2 separate regions of the Mus musculus genome follow, and region 1 is linked to region 2. Evidence: chromatin contacts called from public promoter capture Hi-C data. All regions are on one chromosome and are shown on one strand. The core of a region is the stretch at or near the end of the contact, and the rest is flanking DNA. Distances in the headings are between cores, read along the strand shown.

What was found. Promoter capture Hi-C pulls out the DNA fragments that hold promoters and counts their contacts.
Region 1: a promoter capture Hi-C map of the HPC-7 cell line shows a contact between it and region 2. The contact joins the enhancer-like site here to the promoter of Lonp1 in region 2. A contact is called at or near these places in 13 of 39 promoter capture datasets (the 3T3-L1 cell line, 3T3-L1-derived adipocytes, the HPC-7 cell line and 8 more), 1 of 484 Hi-C or Micro-C datasets (nephron progenitors), 15 of 115 datasets of contacts at active chromatin or transcription factors (the HPC-7 cell line, T-cell acute lymphoblastic leukemia, bone marrow-derived macrophages and 11 more) and 3 of 9 other capture datasets (adipose tissue, liver and macrophages).

The regions. Positions count from the first base shown.
Region 1 is chr17:56,359,406-56,364,016 of GRCm38.p6, forward strand. The region is part of intron 5 of Kdm4b (lysine (K)-specific demethylase 4B); the gene reads left to right. Among named protein-coding and RNA genes, the nearest start is that of Gm32715, 27 kb to the right of the region's middle. Within about 2 kb of position 1,271, at least 77 of the 459 cell types and tissues checked have an H3K27ac peak or open chromatin away from gene starts, as enhancers often do. A contact at or near this core is called in the HPC-7 cell line, embryonic forebrain, forebrain and 2 more, where this site is marked.
Region 2 is chr17:56,624,632-56,628,919 of GRCm38.p6, forward strand. Lonp1 (lon peptidase 1, mitochondrial) reads right to left here and starts at 2,272. Exons shown (of 18, transcript NM_028782.2): 1 at 1,850-2,272. The coding sequence starts at 2,242. Catsperd (cation channel sperm associated auxiliary subunit delta) reads left to right here and starts at 3,512. Exons shown (of 22, transcript NM_175350.3): 1 at 3,512-3,619. The coding sequence starts at 3,558.

The DNA.
Region 1 (4,611 bases), core at 21-2,520, 270 kb before region 2:
AAAGATGGTTCTTGTGCCCTACCCTAACTCTCTGCACCTGTGAGGGTGGTTCCTTCCAGTTGTCAGCTGAGCTGCCAGATCCCTCTGATGATGAAGCCAGCAGGAGGCAGCGCAGCTTGGAGTGGTTGTCTCTTATCTGGCTCACATTGCTGGTCCCTCCCTTGTCCTGCCTCTACTGTGTGGTAGACACCTGGGAGGTGGATGCTTTCCATGTGCCAAGTATTCCCTGCAGTGCTTTGGAAAGGCAGATGCCCCACAATGTCTGAGTTGAACTGATGTGTGCAAGTCTGTGAGCTGCTGCTGTCCCTGCTCTGACCTGAAGCCAGTGACTGTGATGGTCTCTTGGTGTGGGGACATCACCACTGGGGGGGTGGGAGTGGGGATGGGGGACTTCTTCATGGTCCCTGCACTGCCACTCTGTCCTCTCTAGAGCACCTGGCCATGGTGCTTGTCCTCAGTTGTCCTTGGGGTTTATGAGATTGCAGAGCTCTCTATAGAAGGAACCTCCTCCAAGGGTGACATTTGTCCCAGGTAGCTGCCCTGTGCTGTAGAGCCTAACAACAGGCTCTGTGGCTGTGTTGCTAATGCACCAAGTATGGCTGTGGCAGGATCTTTCTCTACCCAGTCCACATCTCAATGATGGCCTTGGCCTCTGTCCCAAGGATGCAATCACTCCATGTCCCCTGACCTATGTTGTCTCCGACATTGCAAGCATGTGAAGTCAGTCCACAGGCTACTGTGTGTTCCCTCCCTCAGGACTAGAAGCCAGGAGACCCCAAATGTAAGGTGATTGAGAGCCAGCCAGGGGCATTCTCCAGCTGGACTCAAAGCTCTGTCCTGTGGGGCTTGGCTCTCCAGCCATCGCAACCACTTGGTCCAGACACACAGAAGCTAGCAAGGGACAATTGTGTTATTCCTGGCCCAGTACCCCTTGCTGCCTTGTCATTGGGCCCTTGGCCTCACTCTGGCCACAGCTGCTCTGTCACCCTAATGCCATGGTTCTGGCCTTCCGCTTGTTGAGACTGCTGTACATCTCAGCCACCACTGCAGCCAGATAAGTAACTGAGGCTTGTGACGTGCCTGAGCTTGAACTGGGGCATTGGGCCCCTGGCATGCAAGATGAGCCCTGTGTCATTAGCCACCACGATGCTCTGATGATGACGGGCAATTTCAGGGAATCTGGTGCACACGGCAGGGTGCAGCTCTGAGTCACAGCCTGTGCCCATTAGCTCGATGAGCCGTCCTGCTTTGTCCTTTCCACAACCAGGCCTGCCGAAGACTTGGCTGTGGCAGGCCCTGCCTCGCAGCTGTGTTCCCAGGATCTGAGGGTCAGAGCAGCCAGCACACCATTTGCATGTTGGGGCTCATACAGGGTCCCACTTGACTCTCCCCTGCCTTTCTGTCTTCACTTAAAGAGTTTGCTTCTGGGCTGCAGAGCTCTGTAAGCAATGCTGAGCAGGAAGCCTTCTGTATTCTTTGCCTGAATCAGGGCTGTTAGCCTGCAGCAGTTTGTGAGGAGCCCCTCCCCACCCCACAGACTTGGGGAATTGGAGCTGAGTTGGGCTCTTGAGCCAAACGGTGAGCTGGGGTGGTGGCCCGTAGCTCTTTCTCTTTGGTTTTTATATGGCCTACTTTTTTTGGTTGGGGATTCCTCTCCCTTCCACCACCCTTTTCCTCCCCCTCTCTGTCTCCTTTCTTCTCTCCTTTCTTCCTCTCTCCTCTGTCTTCCTCTCCCTGCCCCCTCCCCTCCCTTTTTGTCTTCCTCTTCCTCTCTCTGTCTACTTCTTTTACTTTCTGTCTTCTTCCTCCTCTTTGTCCTCTTCCTCCTTGTCTCTGTCCTCTTCCTCCCTCTTCCTGTTCCTCCCTCTTTTACCTGATAGTGCAGGTGGATCTGTCTATGGTGAGCCAGCACTGCAGCTTTCCCAGGAGTGGACCATGCGCTATGCAGAGTTTTCAGTGTCTTACACAGTCCTCCTAGCTCCTCTGGGCAGCCTGTTATCTGACTTCCCACTTTCCTTCTTGCTCGCTGGCCTTGGTGATGTGGAGTATAGTGTCTGTGGTCCCTCCATCACAGACTGGCCATGCTAATGCTGACCTTGACTGTGTGGCTCAGGTCGTCTCCTGGGTATTCTCTCCCAGCAGGGCATTCTTTAATGTCTGCCACACTGTACTTTGAGGTGAAATAAACTCTAAAATTAAATGTTTTAATTCTCAGAGAAGTCAAGAGAGGAAGAAGCAGGGTGGCCCTGTGCTAGGCCGACAGTTGGACCCAACACTGTCTCTTTTTCAGGGTGCCTGGTTCCTTTCCTTCTTCCTGGAGAGGAATCACAGATGGAGCGTGGGCTCTGTGGTATCTGTGTGCCTGGGGCTCTGTGGCTCAGAAGTGGAGTGTATGAACCCTTTGGGCTCTCTAGGCAGCCTACAGTAGCCCCTTGCCTTCAGGCTGTGTGGGAACACCCTTGCTTTCTGCAGCCCTGACCTTGGAGGGGCCATCTCCTGATGAGGCCAGACTCACCCCAATGAGTTTTTAATAATGACTTATTTTTATTTTATGTGCATTGGTGTTTTGCCTGCATATGTGTCTGTCCAATCCCTGGAACTGGAGTGAGCTGTCATATGGGTGCTGGGAATTGAATCTAGGTACTTTGGAAGATTAGCCAGTGCTCTTAACTACTGGGCCATCTCTTTATCCCTGAGCCACTGAATTCTTTGCAGGCTCCCGGTAGGCCATGGAACCCCCTCTTTCTTACTGTGGAACGAAGGATGGGGGCCTAGGTGTGTGTTCATGTGTACTCTCCATGTGTGCGGTGAACTGCTGTGCTCTGCAGGAGCCCTTGAAGTCCCATTGCCCTCTCTGCACACAGTGCTGCTGTCCTGGCTTGAGGACTTGAGCTACCCCATTTGTCTTTGAACTCCATACACTCCATGTCCCTGGGCTGCGTGGCCTGGGAAAGGCCATTGCTGAACTTTGTATAAACGGTTCAGTCTTCTCTCCAACCATATGTAAAAGCTTGATTGGCATACTTCCTGTTGGGAATTCACCTTTGCAGGCTGTCTCAGGCTCAGTCACCTGCTGGTGACTTTTGGGATGTCCACATATAGGTCACACCTCTTTCAGGTGGACAGACCTCAGAGAGACCTGGGTGACCACAGGCCTGCTGTCCATGCTGCCTACCATGCAGGCCACAGTGTATAGCACATAGGTCCTGGAAGTGTCTCCTGTCTCCACCCATATTCTCTTTGTTCTGAGCAGCCCCCCTCCTTGTTCTCAGAGGACCTGCCCCTAATTCTTTGTTTTTAAGTTTGAACACAGTGATTGGGCAGAATCCTGAGCCTGGCTTAGGAGACCACTGACACAGGGTTACTGCATCAGACTGTGAGTCCAGGCTGATGGCTGTGTACAGGACTCCTGTTGTCTGGGACATGGTCCAGGGTATTGGAAGCCTCTGCATGTCCACAGCTCCAAGTCCAAAATGGTGCCTTTTCTGTACCCCACTCATGTCCACCACTAGGCCCTTACTAGCTCTGCACCATCACCAGGACCTGCCTCTCGGATTCTCTCCTGTGAACCTTTCCCAGACTTTGGGCAGTGCAGAGTAGGTGACATTTAAGTTTTGGTCTTTGTCCTTCACTAAAAATCCATGGGGGTGGGGGTGGGGGTGGGGGTGGGGTGGGGGTGGGGCCCCACACCTCATCTGAGCATGCAGCCTCTGCCTCATCTGAGATTGTTGGACACAAATGTGACAGTGTCTAACCTCTTCCCTGGGTCCCCAGGGAGATGTGACAGTCACAGATATCCATCCACCCCTCCCCGGCTACCCAGACACTGTTCTTCCCCATACCACCAGCTTCCCTGTGGGTGGTTGGTCCTCCTATCTCTGAGGCTCTGTGTTCTCCAAGCTAGCTCTCTTGATCCCCTGTGTGTTTCAATAAAAATGTCATTACTAGAAGCCATTGACACCGCTGGTGTGTGACACCAAATTCTACCGCCCATTGTCCCAGAAAACGATCCATTAGAGATAAAGCCAGTGGCTCAATAGTCTCCATCCTGGGAGCAGCCTCTCCCATTCTGGCTGCTGCTATCTTTGCTGCAGTTTGTATTGTCTGTCCCACCTGCACAAGCGATAAGACGCTAAGACGCTAAGACGTGGGGATTCCCTGGTGGGAATGGGCAGACCTCACTCAGTGCCAGCCAGGTCAGGTGGTTCCTTACTGGAAATCCCTTTTGGGTTAGGCAAACTGAAGCTCTTTTTGTGGGAGTGATCAAATTGGGGTACATAGAAGCCTGGTCCCTCATATGGAGCTGCTCACAGCCCCATGTGTCTTTCCCATGTGTGTCACATCCTCTCCATTGGGTGGGCAGTGGGTGTTGACAGTCTGTTTGCCAGCCTGCCTCTGATGCCTGGGTTCAAGGGCACCTTCATTTAACACCTGTCTGTCCAGGTTTTGCTCTGACCTGTGGAATCCCTCCTTTTGAGACTCAGCTGCAGAGGCCTCCTGCTTGGTCACACCAGGAAGTCACCTGCAGTCCCATATGCTCTCTTTCCAAGGTCTCCCAGGCTGTGGCCAGGGCTGTGGGAGCCACCATCACTTGCTCTTTGCCAGTGGTAT
Region 2 (4,288 bases), core at 1,022-3,521:
ACCCTCTGAGCATTCGGATGACAGGTGTTTGACTCTACATCCGGTCTGTGTGAGCCTCGTGCATGATAAGCAAACAGTCTACACAGAACCCTAACCAGCCTGCAGAGCCAAAGACAGCACATGAGTCTGATGGCTGTAGACCAAAAGCTGAGTTTTGCACCAAAAAACAAAAAAAAAATAAAAAAACAACTATTCACTAGCTCCCAGGTAAGTGTTCTGTGATGGGTCTCAGCATCTTTTTCTCCCTGACTCTGGTCATTTTATGAGGTGATACCAACAGGAAAGCACACACCACTGTCTCAACACCACACCCTTGACAGCTAGCTCCCAATGGCACATTGGGTTCACTTGGAAGAAGCATCTCTTTGTTCTTGCCCCAGCACACATTTGTCTCCACAGTAGGGTTAAGGAACCAGGTGTGGGCAGCCCTGGTCTGAGAAGCCCTGAGAATAAAGAGGATACAGAATGGGCCTCCAGAGCAGTTCTACACTACTAGAGCCTGCCAGGCATAACAAGTCCTATGAGCATCACGGTATGAGGAAACCCCCTCCAAGCAGCAAACAGCAGAGACTTATAACTCAGTCACTCAGGACCAGATGAGGCACTTCTTACCCAAAAGCTAAAGAGATGGAAGATCTGGAGCTAAAGCCAACTTCAACTACACAGCAACTAGAAGGGCAGCCTGAGCTACATGAGATCCTGCCTCAACCAAAACCAAAATAGCCTTTACATACAGTTTGTGTGAGTTCCACAAGAGTTCTCTGATTCCAAGACAGGAACTGCTATTATGTCCATTTCCCAGGTGAGGAAAACTAAGGCCCTGGGGAGCAACTTGTAGATAGGTGATGATGCCGTGTTACCCTACAGAAGTTATCTGGCAAATGTGTGTGTCCTTCTACCAGACAGACAACGTGAGATGGGCCTTGGAAGCATGGGAGTGGAGGTAGGTGGAGGAGCTCGCTTTAACCCTCCCCACATCTGTGCTGATACACTTCCCTTCAAGGGTTGGCAGGGCAAAGAGAATGGAGGGGGCCTGCGGGTGATGTGGCTGTGACTCACTGTATGACCTTGCTAGTAGGTTAACTGATAACCACTGCTCTCTGTGAACTCAAGACATAGGGGAATAGATGGCAGATTGAAAATTCCCCTTTAAAAGTCTCTGCTTTCTGTTGATTTCATCATCCTGTTCTCCCTCCCTCTTCATGGCCAGCTAATTTGAAAGGATCAGATGGGATCAGCTTCCTGCAGTGGAATTTTCCTCCCTTAGTTAAAAGGCTGTTTGAAGTTTCTTTCTTTTTAGGGGTAAATACCAGGAAGATGTCAGGGACAGTGTCAGGGAAAAAAAAAAAATCCTGTCCCTTTTTTTTTTTTGGTAAACCACTCAGACTCCAGTAATTCCGGCCTTTCTCCTACTCCTACAATGTAATACCTAAAGCCTGTAACTTTGTATCCCCACAACTATGCCCGATACATTACGCGGGTAATTAAGGGTGTGAAAAAGGAGAATGTCTCAAGACAAAAGATACATAAGGCTGTCTCAATGAATAAACTCTACACCATTGAACAAGGCTGAGAAGGCGTTACAAAACTTTCACCAGGATGGAAGCGAAATAACTATACTCTGTTGCTAGTCGGCCTGGGATTTCTACACTCACTATCTCGGGTCCTGAAGGACCAGAAAAAGGGAAGAATTTGTGTCCAAGTGAGCCACCAAGGACTGTGGTATCCTCTTGCCTCAGAGTGGTGCGATGACAAGCAGGAGTGCGGTTCCAAAAGTTTCTTAGACGCGAGGGAGCTGAGAGACCACTCGGTCCCGCTAGCAGAGCAGGGGAGCGGGGGCTCTGGTTACCTCCACGATCTTGATAAAGCGCGGGAACACAGGGTTGCGGGTGATGGCGATGAGCGGCAGGTGAGGAAACACATCCGGGACGGTCATGGGCGCGAGCGCTGTGACGACCGGGCCTTCCCCGGTGCTCGCCGTGGCCCCGTCCTCCGCACCGCCCTCGGAGGTCTCGTCGCTGCCACCGCGGTTGCCCGAGTCCCACAGCCCCCGCCACTGGACCCCGCCGGGAAGAACGCGGCCGCCCCAGGGAGCTGACATGTCGCAGGCCCGACATCCTCGGCGCAGCCACGACCCGGACGCGCTCGGGACCCGGCCTCCGGTGACAGCCAGCAGCGGCCGCCGCAGAACCCAGCACCGCGCAGCGGCCCAGAGCCGCACGTAGCCTGTGCTCGCCGCCATGGAACAGCCATACTGACGGCGCACCGCACTTACGTCATCTCTGCTCGCCCCCCGTTTGCGCACGTGATGACGCTCGCGTGCTTCGGGCTGGAGAGGCGGAGCTTGAATAAGGTGAGTGAGTGGGCGTGGTCAGAGGGAGACTGGGTTTGGGGATGGGAGGGCGGAGTAGGGGCGTGGTTCAAGGCTCAGAGCGGGGCTTGGAGTTGGACGGCAAGGGGGCGTGGCCCGATGAAGGATGTTCTAGAGAGGACTTTGAGGATCTGGATGAAAAAGTGAGAGGTGTAGTAAGCTTGAGGAAACATGACGGAGAAAGCAGGACTGGTGTGTGGTCCGAATGGGGGGCGCTCCACCAGGCAGGGATTGGAGGAACTGGAATCAGGGATATGGCCGAAGGCGGGCTCAAAGGTCGGGGCTTGACATAGGGGCGTGGCCAGAGCGGTGACTCCAGACTGGAGCTTGTGCGGAGGGGGCGGGGGGCATCGCTCTAGGAAGGGGGCCTGGAAGAAGCGTGGCCCCTCCCAGTTCCTACAACTACTGGTTTGTCCTGTCCAAGCTGTACCTTAGTACTGCGTTCTGTTTTTCTACTGCCATCAAAAAGGTTTTACAGGGTAAATTCTGTGTTCTGAAGGCATCGGAAGAAAAGTACAGCGCACCCCTCCTTTAACTTTAGTCTTTTCAGCGTTCTTTGTTGATACACAACAACAGGTTTTACTACATCTCCCTACGCAGTTGGTGGCATCTTCACTCCACACTGGAGGAGGCGTGCTTGGAGGGCTTTTGCCTCTCGTATAGTATGCATGCTAAAGGCCGTGCGCAGGTGCGCCTGCTCAGCGTTGCCTTTGTTGTCAGTGGTCCGTGAGGCACTTACCAAAACACTGAAGCTTCCAGGACACGTCCCAAGAGACCCGTGTGCATGCTCCGGCTCCACAAAGCAGGGAGTGGATTGATGCATGCCCAAAGCTCTGCTTCCACACCCACGTGTGCTCATGCTAGTGCTGTGGTGACCTCCTTGAAGTTTGGGCATGCTTTGGATTTTGACTTATGGATCTGGGAACCTGGGTGTAATTTTCAGGTTTGAAATGTGCGAGCTCTGCTTCCATATTGCGCATGCCCACTCCTTCCAGTTTCCTCTGCGTAGACCTAACCGGGCTTTTGTCCGACACGTCCAAAAGGTCCTGCTAGTGGCCTTCTTACCTGGTGCGCGTGCCCAGACAAGAGGCGGGTAGGAGAGAAGCGGCCTAACCTCACGCATGCTCAGACACTTTCTCAAGCTTGGCGGTTGAAGAGCAGTGTTAGCTGTGGAGAACCAGGCAAGATGCTGGTGTTGATGCTAGCAGCAGCAGTGGCCACCATGGTCAGGGCTCACACACTGTGCCGGTACAACTGCCTAACTGGGTTGGATTGCTGCTGGGAGGTTTTTTTTTTTTTTAAATGATATTTCAATTTTATTTTTTTTATTTATATGAATACACTGTAGCTGTCTTCAGACGCACCAGAAGAGGCCATTAAATCCCATTACAGATGGTTGTGAGCCACCATGTGGTTGCTGGGAATTGAACTCAGGACCACTGGAAGAGCAGTCAGTGCTCTTAACCACTGAGCCATCTCTCCAGCCCTGCTGGGAGGTTTATGACAGGAGGAATGGGGCTGGTTCTTGTTGGAGCCCAGGCATACCCTCCAGCCCAATTGTAGAAATCAAATTTGGCATATCTCTCCCAAGCAAATCACTAAAATCCATTTCTGGGTGTGGAGCCAGGGCTTTGGACATGCGTCAAACCTAAGTTCCTTGTGCAGTCTGCAATCTGTCCCACCATCCATCCCTACCTGGCTCAGCAGCAGTGCCATGGGCTGTTGAGGCTGAGTGCATGTTGGGAAGTATGCTGTGCTTAGTGCCATGGTGAGCAGTGTCTCTGATCGCTAACATGCAAGTATGTCTCTGTATGCCCTCCTCCTTCCCACTTTTCTCCCCGGAGGTCACCAGCCTGAGGGGACAAAAGGGGCAGAGGTGGAGAGGAGGGTTCAGACAGCCATGAATATGGACAAAAT